Regions from separate parts of the Mus musculus genome. Here region 1 is linked to region 2. A link is a contact called in public HiChIP or PLAC-seq data. All regions are on one chromosome and are shown on one strand. The core of a region is the stretch at or near the end of the contact, and the rest is flanking DNA. Distances in the headings are between cores, read along the strand shown. Region 1 overlaps Ptprn2 (protein tyrosine phosphatase, receptor type, N polypeptide 2). Region 2 overlaps Ptprn2 (protein tyrosine phosphatase, receptor type, N polypeptide 2).

Region 1 (6,682 bases), core at 2,975-5,474, 540 kb after region 2:
ACTTCTGTGTAGAGCCCTATGGGAAAGAAAGGCAGGCCCACAGCTGTGGGTCTGAGTTCCCTGGCTCTAGGCTGATTCATGAGGAAACACTGCCCCTAAGATGGCTGTCTAACAACCATGTTTCCACATGTTGGCATATGTACTAACAGTGCACATATCTTCCATGTCAAAGTGTGTGTGTGCCTGATGGATTGGTAGCACCATTTGAGAATACCATAACTCCTCATTAAATAGGAATCCATGTGCACTCCACCCCTTGGAAAGAGGGGAAAGAGAAGCTATCTTTCTCTCCCTGAACCCCTTGGAAAGTGGCTCAATGCAGGACCTGGTGGAGGCTATGGTTCTGGTTCAGCCTCTACCCATAGGCTGTCCAGCAGGACCCTGGCTGGATACAAAGGGACTTGCCATATAAGCTGTCACTTGCAGGGATGCATCCCCAGGGTTTCTTGGTAGCTATGTATCACTATTTTCCTCTGTAACACCATTTGATGTGTGTCTTTCTGTCCCTTGATTTGAGAAGTGATGTTCTCAGGGAGGTTTTTCAAGCACATGCATCCCAGCTGCCCATGCTCATAAGCTTCCCATGGTTCCATGTGCATGTCTCCCTAATACTGCTTCTTCTTGCACCAGCACTCCTTACTCCTTAGCACAGCCACCTGGCCCCTGAGTCCTATGTCCGTTCCTCCCCATCCCAGGTGTATATGACACCCCTATAGCAGACCCCAGTACCCCAGTTGGACATATTTTCTTTGTACACTTAGCCTGTCAGGGAGCTACCTGCCTTCTCTAGATCACCCTTGCTCAAGTATACTTCATAATTACAGGCTCAGTGCTTAAGTTCAGTCCCCAAAAACAAAAGCTGGGATAATGACATACTCCATGCTTCCAGACCTGGCCTTGCCAGTCCTAGATCCCACACTCCTGACTCTGTGTGTCCTTTTCAGGCCTACATGGAAGACCATCTGAAGAACAAGAACCGCCTGGAGAAGGAGTGGGAAGCACTGTGCGCCTACCAAGCAGAGCCCAACAGCTCACTTGTGGCCCAGAGAGAGGAGAATGCACCCAAGAACCGTTCCCTGGCTGTGCTGACCTGTATGTATCTAGCTTGGGTGACCTAGCAGGGGGAGAGGAGGTGGGGACACCTGGCTGTGATTTACTCTGCCCACCATCACAGTCTGCAGAGCCCCAAGGTCTACTCCGCCTCTGTATGCAAGCCTGAGCTCCCAGACTTGTTTCTTTCTATAACTGCCCCAGCCCCAAAAGTCAGACTCCCTCTTTGGATGCCATGGTAGATCACAGAGAGTGCCTGTTGGGGACAGAGGAACCCTAGTGGGAACTATCCCTATGACTGTTTGCTCTAGTGTAGGAAACCTATGGGATCCTATGGTCTGAGAACATATGGGGCTGTAGGAACGGGCATGGTCATTAGCATAGAGTTAGGTATTCCAACTCAGTTTTAGCAGTGGTCACTGGTGTTACTGGTACAATATTGCCACAGACATGGATGGCTCACTCTACCTGGGTATCACTGTTGTCCTGAAGCCACTCCAGTAGAGAACAATTTAGTTTCCTATAATGAAAAGATATACTAGGTGGACATGCAAAATACAGAACCCCTGGTGTAGGAACTGGGTGTGTACATCTTTATAGTACCTGGCTCTCTTCCACATCACTAGCCAGGGGTATCCATATGACCTAGGGAAAGTTTGGACTTTGACTGACAATATGAGCCCACCCAAGAAAGGCCTCAGCAATCAAAGTCTTCCTATATAAATAGACACTTGACAAACATTGGTCTGTTCAGAGATGATGGATACATGTGAATAATTCAGCTACTCTTCTACCTCAAGACAAGAGGTACTTGTCCATATTTCAGACATAATGTATTTTGCTATCTCTGTTCTGAGAGCCTGGCGAAGCCATGCTGGTCTCAGGTTAGCATAAATAGAGCACAGAGAATGAAGATCCATGCTGAGATGCCAGAAAGCACCTTGTCATTGAGCCCCCACCTGGGGCTTTGCAGCCTGCAGGCCAGGGACATCTAAGGGCTCTCTTCCAAATAGCAGAATGTTATAGCATCCCCTTCAGTCAGACCTCCTTGGCTTCTCCTTAGAATAAATGCAGGGGTTTGGGCTAAGTTTCAAGTTATGTGCTAAAGTCATGCAGAGCAGTGAGCCTTTAGAATTCAGGTTACCCACCTACGTGTCAACATTTCCCAGAGAGAGAGAGGCTGGTATTCTACCCTCTGCTTCCAGGGGGTGGGGTGGGGTGTCCAAACATGTTCCCCTTAGACAGCTATGATTAGGAACTTGTAGCTTACAAGTTTTATATTTAGAAGAAAAGCAACATAGAGCAGGTCCCACCAACAGCCAGGCTTTGTTAAACACCAGCCATGTCAGAGACTATTGACAGGTGCTAAGATGCCTGAGTACCAAGCCACTGTCCCTGTGCTATGGTAGAGTTGTGATGGATAGGGTAAGTTGGGGCCAGGGAGCTGGGCTGGATAGAAATGGGATGAAGGCATCTGACTGTGCTTCAATTTGAAGTCCGCTCCTCAGAACATGCCCTCCCCTAAGAGGCTGGCACAGGCAAACAGTTGGTACTACTATGGTAGCCAAGGGGAGGACCAGGGGCCCTTGGGCCTCTGTGACAGACAGATGTTCATCCCTGTCTGTCCACACTAGAGTGAGGCAAAGAGAAAAATGCTTCCAGGAATGCCAGGAACATGATTGGTACCAACTCCTGGTGCCAACCAATAGGACTCTGCCACCCAGCTCTCAGCTGCACCGAGTGTGAAAAGAGTGAGTCATTGGAGGCCAGGGTCACTAGGGGACTCAGTTTCTCCAGCTACCAGAACCCTGGCCTTAAGCATTAGGGACAAACCATTGAGCAGTGCCCTCTAGCTGTGGCTTGCTGACCTCTGTCCCAAACTCTGGGGAACACCCTTCTCCTATCCTGCTTTGCTATCTCTCATTAAAGGAACTGGCCCTGCCACAGAGCCAAAGAATGCTGAGAAGGGTTTTTCTCATGTTGCTCTGTTTATAAGCGTGCATGCTGAAAGCCCACCACAGGAGCGTGAGTGGCAAGATGGGGATTCAGTTCCTCAGCCCTCTGTACTTCCTGTTGGGGTGTCCTTTGGCATGTAGGCACAAAACAGAGCTGTCTTTCACTCTGGATGGGTTGCTTTGTCTCCTTTCTGTGACAGTCTCCGGTCTCTTTCATCTCTTACTTTCATCCAGGCATTCAGGCCCCCAACCTCCTGATCGCCCCTGCTCCAGCCTTGTAGTTCACACCCTCACCTATGCCTGTCATCCTTCCTAGTAGCCCCCTATGCTTGCTACCTGTCCCCATGCTTTGCAAGCTTGTCCCACTCCTCTGCCCTTGAAGAGTCCCTCACACCCTTTCTACCCACTGCTTCTTTGCTGGTGTGGTTCTGTCAAAACCCAGCCAAGGCAGTCCAGCACTGGGCCAGTGAGGTGGCAAGGGGCGTAGCAGAATCACAAGTAGGAAGGCCAGGGACCGGGTCCCCATAGCCCAGCCTCTCCAACAACACCATCAAATTCTCAAAGAAGCCGCAGCCCACACTCTCTAGGCACCAGGCCAGCGTGTGACTGTATCTAGTTGCATTCTTTTGGAACTTTAAAGAATCCATAGGCAGTTTTTGTGCATAGTTACAAAGAATTATGCAATACTTTGTTGGTCTGATTTTTTAGATCACCAGCAGGAATATAATGCTGTTTTGGCACACTATATTATAAATAAATGGAAAGAAAATTTTGTATCTGAATTATGATGAGAGAGAGAGGGGCAGAGAGAGAGAGAAAGAGAGACAGAGAGGGGGAAAGGGAGAGAAGGAGGGAGAGAGAGGGAGATGGAGAAGGAGAGAGAGAGAGAGATTAATTGATTGATTGATTCTGAAGCCATAAGCAAGAATACTTCTTGGCAAAAAACCAAAGAGAACAAAGAGTTGGATACACAGGTGTGTGGCAAGGTCTAGAATACAGAGTACTCTCCTGTCTCATACCTGTGTAGTGTTGAGAAGCAACTTGCTATCCTAGGGGGTGAGCTGATGTGATGTGTAGCCAGCGTGCTCCCTATGATAGAAGGAAATCCTCCCAGGTGCTCCTTCCCTCTTCAGTCCTAGGTTTCCTACACAGAGAGAGTACTCATCTACATTTGTATGGGACTCACGTGGCCATGCTGGATCACTTCCAAGTTGCCATCAGAATCCAAGGATGTTTCCTTACCAGTGGCTGTGAGCCCCGAGGTGCCAGCCCTGCCCAACCATCCATGCTTAGTGAGTTATATCAGAGGAACTGTACTCAGCCTTCTCTCTAGCAGAAGGAACTTTGTTAAATCTCGGAGACTCTGCCCTGTGTCTGTCTTAACACGCCACCTCCTCTCTTGGATTTTACTGCCTGCTCTTTTACGTTTCTTACATCTTCAAGTCATTGGTCAAGGAGAGTCAACATGGCATCTTCTGTGCTGGCTGAGATCCATCGGGTGTCCTCTGGGAGAGGTCCGGTTGATGAGCCTAAGCCTGCAGTCTAGCAATGTGAACCACTCCCAGACCCTGGCAGCTCTAGCTTGAGCTGTCTAAGCACTCACAACCAGCATGCAACCAAAGCTAGCTATGCATTGCCTTTGTCTTTCTAGTGATAGCGGTGCTTGTCTTGGAGCTGTCTCTACTGCAAGTGGAGGAACTTGCACTAAAATGGTTGTATAACCTGCCCAGGGTAGAAGCCAGCCTTTACCCTCAGATAACTGCTTACAGAACTGACCCATCATAGCACGCATGCTGTTTCCCAGGAACTCTCCTTACAGTGCTTGGCAAGGTACCCCCAATCTTCCCAATACCATTTTTAAAGCCCCCTGTTGAAACACTTGGCAGTAACCCACAAACTGGCTCTGGGCTCAGCCACTGCCACTTAGCATAATTCTGGGCCAAATAATGACTCTATTTTAGACATTAAGATATAAAAATATATTGGCCCACATTTAAAAAATAAGGGCCTTTTACCCATAGCTGCAATTCTGTTATTACATCATGACCTGATGATGTCACATCACTAATGTCATCTGACCTTATTGGCTCACTCAGGCTATAATAGCTAATGAGCGACTTACATGGCAGTGGCTTTTTCTTTCCCTGTACTGGGGCCTTGACATCCCCAGTCGAGGAAGGGTCAGCATGACAAGGTCCTACTGTGGCCACTCCTTGGCTCATAGTGTCTAAGACTACAGTCTCCTGTGTTAAGGGATGCCACCATCTGAAGCAAGGCCCAATGCTATGACCTTACCACTACTAAGCTACCATTTCGAACATCCTGGCAGTCATGGTCTCAGATTTTGGAAGGCAGATAGCCAGAACTCATTGTATGAACCCCCAAGGACGTGGCCTGGTCCAGAGCTAGCCTCAGTGTTTAAGAATCCTTGATATACCCATCACGTGCATCTGCCATTTGTTTTACTCTGTCTTAATCAGGCCTCCATCATAGCTCACAGCCCTGCTTTTGTTCCCTACATGCCCCTGGCAAAGCAGTTATTGCAGTGACCACCTCCCTTACCAGGTGATCATGAGGCTTCCACACAGGAGCCTGTCTGAGAGCTGTATAGACCCACAGGAAGCTCACCTGACTCCTCTCCAATGTTGTTACCCAGCCTAAAAGATGAGCCTGGCCAGCAGCACACCCCCACAGAGCTACAGAGAGCACCATGTTCTGTAATCTCAATGTACAGAGTCTCCCATCCCTATATGTTCTTCCTCATCACTTTCCTGCCTCCATCCCCACTCAGCTCATCCTTACTGGCTCTATAGGTTAGGCTTCCAAAGATTATAGCTAGTGGTGGCCTTTCATTGGAAATCAAGCTAACCCTAAAGGAGTCCCAGTCAAGACCACACATGCTGTCAGAGTACCTGTGATCCCTAGGCAGCAGGCAGCTCAGGACAGAGAGGTATCCACTGTCTGGTAGCTGAATATCTAGTGCTTGTTCCTTGTCATCTGGCTCGGGGGCAAGAGAACAGTCTCCCGTACAAGGGCCGTGTTTTAGGTCTTCATGAGACAAATGCAAGTGAACTACAGATGGGAAAGGCTCCTACCAGGCTGAGTCTGGGAGGCCACGATGGAGTTATGGCCCATGGTGAGGCAGCCAAAGAAGCCAGGCATAGGAGGTGAGGATGGTCAGCTACAGGGACTTTGCAAGTTTGAAGAAGACCATTTTAGCCTTCTGGCCTCTAGAGGTGAGGGCTGTCAAGTCCAGTCATTGAATGCTTCAACGTTGTGGAAGTTGTCACATCAGCGCAGATAGCTTGCACACTGAAGATGAATCAGCTCAGCGCACCAAGACCCACCTTGGGGATGGACCCACACTGCAGGCACCTCTGCCACAACTAGCAGAAAAGGGTGGTAAAAATACCCATTTGTGGAAATGTTCTGCTGTTCTTCCTGAGGAAATGGAGGGAAGGTAGCTAGTGGGATTGTTTCCTCGATTGGGAAGCAGCCTCGTCCATCCGTGGTTTGGTGTCACTAAGGGAAGAACTCAGCTTTTTCGCTTGTACTTTTGCATATGATAACATTAGACACTGACTCCACTACGAAGTTCTGGGTCATGGCTCCTGTGCACACCCTCAACAGATAGGATCTCTACCCCTGCTCTGCCCTGTGTCATCAAAGACCACTGC
Region 2 (7,022 bases), core at 2,219-4,718:
ATCTTTTGTAGCCTTGCTCAGGCAGCCACAGCTTCTGTGCGTTCATGAGTGCAGAGGCCCTGTCGTGTCCAGAGGACACTGTTTTGTTACAATGCTTTCCAACCTCTGGTTCTGACAATCTGACCCCCTTTCCATGATGTTCCCTGACCCTTGCAGTGGAGAAGTGTGGATACAGAAGACTCATTTAGGGCTAAACGCTTACAGCACAGTCTTGAATCTGCTGCACTTTCAAGAGTTATTATTCTGCATATCAACTCTTGTCTGCTGCAAAAAGAAGCTTATCCTGTAAGGGCTAGGAGCTGCATTGATCTATGGGTATAGAAATAAGTATTTACAAGGCAGTTTTATACTATGTTCTTTTTGTAAAATAATAAGAGGTCCCACCACTAGGTGAGGAGCTATTAGTGGTTGATGGTTGTTGGTTGTTGGAGAAGGGAGAGGGAGAGTTTCCTTCTGATGCCCTTTGTAAGTTGTCCATGTCATTGATATCCCCATAACTAGACTCATGGCTAGCACTAAATTGACTCAGTAGATTTAAAAAAAAATGACATAAAGTTGGTAGGGTTATGTGGGAGGAGTGGGAGTGAGGGATGAGTCAATGCATTGCACACTTGTATGAAATTCTCAATAAATGCATAGGTTCAGAAAACTTTATTCTATAGTATGATTTTTATTTATTTAAAAACATTCAACATTACAAAGAAACCTTATTTGCTGGCAAGGCAGCTATGAGAGTCTCATCCTTGACCTAGTATTGCTTATGCCTCTATTTCCTCCATGGACAGTTAGTTGCGGTCCTGGACAAGGTCATTCCTCAGTACTGAATAATCTATTTATATATGCCTATGTCTGTATGTCACGTGTATTCAGAGGTTACAGGTTGCTGTGAGCTGCCTCATGTGGGTACTGAGGACTGAACTCAGATCCTCCATACAAGTACTATGCATGCTTACCTCTGAGCCATTTCTCTAGATTTGTGCTGAATGACTCTTGTCAGGTCCGTAAGTGGATGTTTCATTGCTGATCACTGATCATTCTTTGGTGATAACTGATCATTTACTGGTGGTAATTAAGCACATGTTTGCTTCTTTTTGTGCTGCTGGCCCCTTTAACAGGCCTACCTCATCTTAATTGTTAACTTGATTTATTTTTTAGGAGGAGCAACCTAAGGACCTTTTGAAAATTTAGATTTTTATGTGATATTTAGTAAAATATTTTGTGCCCTCAAACTGGAAAAGCCCTTGGTCCTGAAGGCTTCCTATGCTGTGTTTCTTTGGCTCTTGGTTTCTCTTTCTGTTAAAGGCAGAACTCAGTCTCAGTCATCTTCCTTCTCTGTTTGCCACTCTGCACCCATGACCTTCAGTTTAAGTATAGTAGTGGGGCCCGAGCAACACAGGGGCAGCTTTTTTTTTTCTCCATGTCCAGACTTGCCTCTTTTCTATTGCCCACACACAGCATCTATAGTCTTATGTTGGTGTTGTTTCAGCATGTCTGAATTTATGTGTGCCTGCTTTTGGTGTGTATATATGTACATGTATGTACAAGTGTGTAAGGGTGCATTGGTGTTCATATCCATGCAGAGGAGGACAGAGGTAGACAACAGGTTTCATTTCCCAGTAGCTGTTCACATTGTTTTTTGAGACAGTGTCTCTTGCTTGCCTGGAGATTGTCAATTAGCCTAGATTGGCTAGCCTGTGAGTCCCAGGATCCTTCTGTCTCAGCCTGCTCAGCTCTGAAATTATAAGCATGGGCCACCATGCCCAGCTTTTTCATATGCGTTCAAGAAATCAACCTCAGGTCCTCATAATTTGTGTAGCAAGCATTCATCTTCCCTGGTCACAATTTGTGTTTATTTATGATTTATTTTTGTTCTTGTATAGACAAAGGCATATTCAGGCCTGACATTTCTGAGTCATCAGAATGAGCAGACAGCCTCGAGACTTTGCTACCTCTTCCAGCTTACAATGGAGTGAGTGTCTGTGCTCATCTGGTAGTTCCTGGCTGGGTATCCTGCCTTCCCTAACCACTGTGCTACGCTGTGGGGTTGACTGTGGCATTGTGCTCCTAGACCACAAGCAGAAACGTCCTGTCTTCTTCTTGTGTTACAGAGTTCTTATCTTAAAAATATGCTTCATGACAGCACATGAGGATAAGACTGGCAGTGTGGGCCAGGTCTGGGTCTTTGTGGCTGAGGCAGGGCCTCAGGATATTCCTGTTGCCTTGTTCCCTGAATTCTGCTGGATGCAACTGGCTTCCTGACTCGCCATGTTCTTCACTTACGTATGAGATAGTGAAAGTTAGAAGCCAGTGCTTTTGTGTGATCTTCACCTAGAAGCTTACGTAGGTGATGACTGCTGCCTGACACATACCTGTATTGGAGACTTGCTTCATGTACTTGCTAAGAATTATGGCAGTTATCAGCCCAAGGCTAACACTGATGGGAGAAAGAAATTTAGAGATCAATACGGGCTATATTCACTTGTAAAATTCAAGATTTGCTTGTTGGAGATCACGAGCAGAGGTTCTCTAGGAGTAGTTGGTAGGTGTAGCTCACGGGTCTGCCTCATCACGTGTATCCTCTTGGTGTCGCCCAGCTGTCTGCATGGTATGTTCCTGTGGGAGCTGGCCTTGTGAAGTGATGTACACTGCAAGAATTTGTCCTGTAGACCCAGGGAACAAGACAAATGGCAAAGAAAAAGGCCTAGAGCAGGAGGGCCCTGGATATTATTATAGCCCTGCCCACCAGGATTTCTGCCATATAGCCCCACTTACCAGGCTTTTGCCTCGCCCATTTTTCTTAGCTCTGCAGTGACACCATGTTTCCTAGATGCTGCTCCTTCCTGAGTTTAGCCCAGTATTTTGACTCCTCTTGGAAACTTGTGGAAGTGAACATCTAATTCAGAGATTCAGCATTAATCTGGAATACATATGGAGAAACTAGAGACCCCTGCTGCATCTATACTGTTGGCCAGAGTTCCTCAGACACCAAGTCAGCTCTGTTCATCTCTACCCTAACACTATTGTTTTCAAGTCCCAATTGTGAGGGGGAAAGAATTCCTCAGAAAATGGTAGGCTCTGGCAATAGAAACATATCTAGAACTCAGGGAAAGAACACCTTATTCCAAGTCCCATGTTCCATACCAATATATTTGGCTGCTTTTAAAGTTATTTCTATCTACAATAGACCTGGAAACAGAACTCAGTTGAATGACATTGTATTTGTTTTGTTTTGTGACCACATGCAAAGTAAAATAAATCCAAGAATGCAACCTTGGCTGTAAAAGAACTCTGATTCTAGTAGGAACATGTCCTGAGTTGAGTCCCAGCAAGTGACAGGAGAACACGCTCTTAGTCTTACTGCCCTGTGCTCTCAAACAGTGTGTGTTCTGGGAGATGGAGTTGCAGCTGCCATGCTGTGTTCTGGGGAAATGAGGAGAGATGTGAGGCTTGTTCAAGGGTTGCCATGGTAATTCCTCATTATCTTCAAGATGCAGAGAGGCTTGTGTGCTGAGGATTGACAGTTTATGACTGTGCAGCAGCTTCTTCTGATGATTCTGTTTGAGTGTGTGCCTGCACATGCTGCACTGCCTGTGTGCATGCGCCTGTGCACGTGTACTGCACACACAATTCTACTCATGGTGTGCTTTAACCACACATGTATACATGTGCTGTTTCCTAGAGGAGCAAATGTGTTTCTCAGCTTTGTGGCCGATTCAACAGAAATCCGAGTTTCTTCCTTTGTAGAAGAAAGGGAGCAGCAAAAAGGGGGAGAGGAGGGAGGAGCAGTGAGAAGGGGAGAGGAGGGAGGAGCAGTGAGAAGGGGAGAGGAGGGAGGAGCAGTGAGAAGGGGAGAGGAGGGAGGAGCAGTGAGAAGGGGAGAGGAGGGAGGAGCAGTGAGAAGGGGAGAGGAGGGAGGAGCAGTGAGAAGGGGAGAGGAGGGAGGAGCAGTGAGAAGGGGAGAGGAAGGAGCAGTGAGAAGGGGGAGAGGAGGGAGGAGCAGTGAGAAGGGGGAGAGGAGGGAGGAGCAGTGAGAAGAGGAGAGAAAAGAGGAGCAGTGAGAAGGTGAGAGGAAGAGGGAGCAGCAAGCAGAACAGAGAAGGGAAGGAAGGAAGACAACACACCCAGGATGTCTGATGATCTCAAATCCCCAGTCTCCAGAGGAGCTGGGTGCATATGTCCAGCTTGGCTCTCTTGTTGAGCTCATAGGTTACATGACAACAGTTCCACTAATAGGAATTCTTATTCTGATGTCTCTGAGGACAATTTTCCACATATGTGTGTATTTTCTACACTTTTACATTTGAGATTTGTATAGATTATGTTTGAAGAGTGAAGGCTAATTACTAAGGTAATTTTGGAAAAACACCCATATAGACTACTTCGGTGTGCAGATGTTTGTGTACACCAGTGTGTCATGGGAGAAGGTGGCTGTGTGAAGGGAAGTGTCGGGGAAGTGACAGAAAGTTTCCTTGGTAGACAGCAGCTGTCTGTGATCCATCAGGTAGAAGCTCCTAAGAGGGAATATATTTTGAGATTGCTGGGCCTCAATGGCCTGGCTGTATGTAAAGAGATGGTACATCAGCCTCAGTTAAGGATGGCAGCTACATAACTCCGAGTGTGCCTGGTGCCTTCCTGTCTGAGAGGGAATGATTCACACTGCCAGTGTGCAGCATTGTGTTTAATTAAACATCTCTCTTCTTTAATATGAATGCCATTATTACTTGTAAGAGTCTGTCTCTTTATATGTTCTCAGATCTAAGGAGATGCTTAAAATTGATTCACTGTTGGAAACAGAAAAGTGAGCATTCTTGTTTACACTTAAGTGTGTATCAAGTTAAGGCAAGAAAAGCCCTGTACTAGGCAGGCAGATATGTGATCGACTGCAATTAGAAACCAAGATTTTTTTTTTTTGTCATAATTGGTTTGCCTTGTGAGATCCCATTGGCTAGATGATCTTGTAGCTTTCAAAATGCCTTGAAGAAGGAAGAAATAGTTGGTATAGATAGGAAGTTTTGTCTGAAGTCTATGCATGTTTGTGCCTTTGTGTGCAAATATTTGTGTGTGAGTACAGGTTGTGCTTTTGTCTTAGCACAGTTATTTCTGCTTCAGGAGATCCACATGGCTATCCAGGGACCTTGCTCTCTGACCTCTGAGAGCCTCCCACAGAAATTCAAGTGGCACTGTGTGTGTTCTGATTTATTTATTTTTATTTTTTATTAGGTATTTATTTCATTTACATTTCCAATGCTATCCCAAAAGTCCCCCACACGCTCCCCAACCAACTACCCCTCCCACCCACTCCTACTTCTTGGCCCTGGCATTCCCCTGTACATATAAAGTTTGCATGACCAATGGTCTTTCCACTGATGGCCGACAAGTCCATCTTCTGATACATATGCAGCTAGAGACACGAGCTCTGGGGGGTACTGATTAGTTCATATTGTTGTTCCACCTATAGGGTTGCAGATCCCTTTAGCATCGTGGTTACTTTCTCTAGCTCCTCCATTGGGAGCCCTGTGATCCATCCAATAGCTGACTGTGAGCATCCACTTCTGTGTTTGCTAGGCCCCGGCATAGTCTCACAAGAGACAGCTCTATCTGGGTCAAAATCTTGCTAGTGTATGCAATGGTGTCAGCGTTTGGAAGCTGATTATGGGATTGATCCCTGAATATGGCAATCTCTAGATGGTCCATCCTTTCGTCTCAGCTCCAAACTTTGTCTCTGTAACTCCTTCCATGGGTGTTTTGTTCCCAATTCTGAGAAGAGGCAAAGTGTCTACACTTTGGTCTTCGTTCTTCTTCAGTTTCATGTATTTAGCAAATTGTATCTTATATCTTGGGTATTCTAAATTTCTGGGCTAATATCCACTTATCAGTGAGTACATATTGTGTGAGTTCTTTTGTGATTGGGTTACCTCACTCAGGATGATGCCCTCCAGGTCCAACCATTTGCCTAGGAATTTCATAAATTCATTCTTTTTAATAGCTGAGTAGTACTCCATTGTGTAAATGTACCACATTTTCTGTATCCATTCTTCTGTTGAGGGGCATCTGGGTTCTTTCCAGCTTCTGGCTATTATAAATAAGGCTGCTATGAATATAGTGGAGCATGTGTCCTTACCGGTTGGAACATCTTCTGGATATATGCCCAGGAGAGGTATTGCAGGATCCTCTGGTAGTACTATGTCCAATTTTCTGAGGAACCTCCAGACTGATTTCCAGAGTGGTTGTACAAGCTTGCAATCCCACCAACAATGGAGGAGTGTTCCTCTTTCTCCACATCCTCACCAGCATCTGCTGTCACCTGAATTTTTGATCTTAGCCATTCTGACTGGTGTGAGGTGGAATCTCAGGGTTGTTTTGATTTGCATTTCCCTGATGATTAATGATGCTGAACATTTTTTTCAGGTGCTTCTCAGCCATTCGGTATTCCTCAGGTGAGAATTCTTTGTTTAGCTCTGAGCCCCATTTTTTTTAATGGGGTTATTTGATTTTCTGGAGTCCACCTTCTTGTATACTTTATATATATTGGATATCAGTCCCCTATCTGATTTAGGATAGGTAAAGATCCTTTCCCAATCTGTTGGTGGCCTTTTTGTCTTATTGACAGTATCTTTTGCCTTGCAGAAGCTTTGCAATTTTATGAGGTCCCATTTGTCGATTCTTGATCTTACAGCACAAGCCATTGCTGTTCTATTCAGGAATTTCCCCCCTGTACCCATATCCTCGAGGCTTTTCCCTACTTTCTCCTCTATAAGTTTCAGTGTCTCTGGTTTTATGTGGAGTTCCTTAATCCACTTAGGTTTGACCTTAGTACAAGGAGATAGGAATGGATCAATTCACATTCTTCTACATGATAACAGCCAGTTGTGCCAGCACCATTTGTTGAAAATGCTGTCTTGAAACTTGTCCTTTTCATTCAGGTTCTCCAGTTTTGTTGAGTATAGCCTTTTGTAGAAGGATCTGATGGTGTTTTGGATTTCTTCAGGATCTGTTGTTATGTCTCTCTTTTCATTTCTGAT

The links. HiChIP or PLAC-seq counts read pairs in DNA pulled down with a chosen protein or histone mark.
Region 1: an H3K4me3 HiChIP or PLAC-seq map of embryonic basal ganglia shows a contact between it and region 2, with 2.9 times the contacts expected there. The contact joins two enhancer-like sites. A contact is called at or near these places in 2 of 115 datasets of contacts at active chromatin or transcription factors (bone marrow-derived dendritic cells and embryonic basal ganglia) and 1 of 9 other capture datasets (embryonic stem cells).

What each region holds. Positions count from the first base shown.
Region 1 is chr12:117,210,912-117,217,593 of GRCm38.p6, forward strand. It overlaps Ptprn2 (protein tyrosine phosphatase, receptor type, N polypeptide 2), which reads left to right. Exons shown (of 23, transcript NM_011215.2): 15 at 945-1,092. Among named protein-coding and RNA genes, the nearest start is that of Mir153, 37 kb to the right of the region's middle. Within about 2 kb of position 4,225, at least 12 of the 459 cell types and tissues checked have an H3K27ac peak or open chromatin away from gene starts, as enhancers often do. A contact at or near this core is called in embryonic basal ganglia, where this site is marked.
Region 2 is chr12:116,674,428-116,681,449 of GRCm38.p6, forward strand. The region is part of intron 2 of Ptprn2 (protein tyrosine phosphatase, receptor type, N polypeptide 2); the gene reads left to right. Among named protein-coding and RNA genes, the nearest start is that of Gm31336, 79 kb to the right of the region's middle. Within about 2 kb of position 3,469, at least 52 of the 459 cell types and tissues checked have an H3K27ac peak or open chromatin away from gene starts, as enhancers often do. A contact at or near this core is called in embryonic basal ganglia, where this site is marked.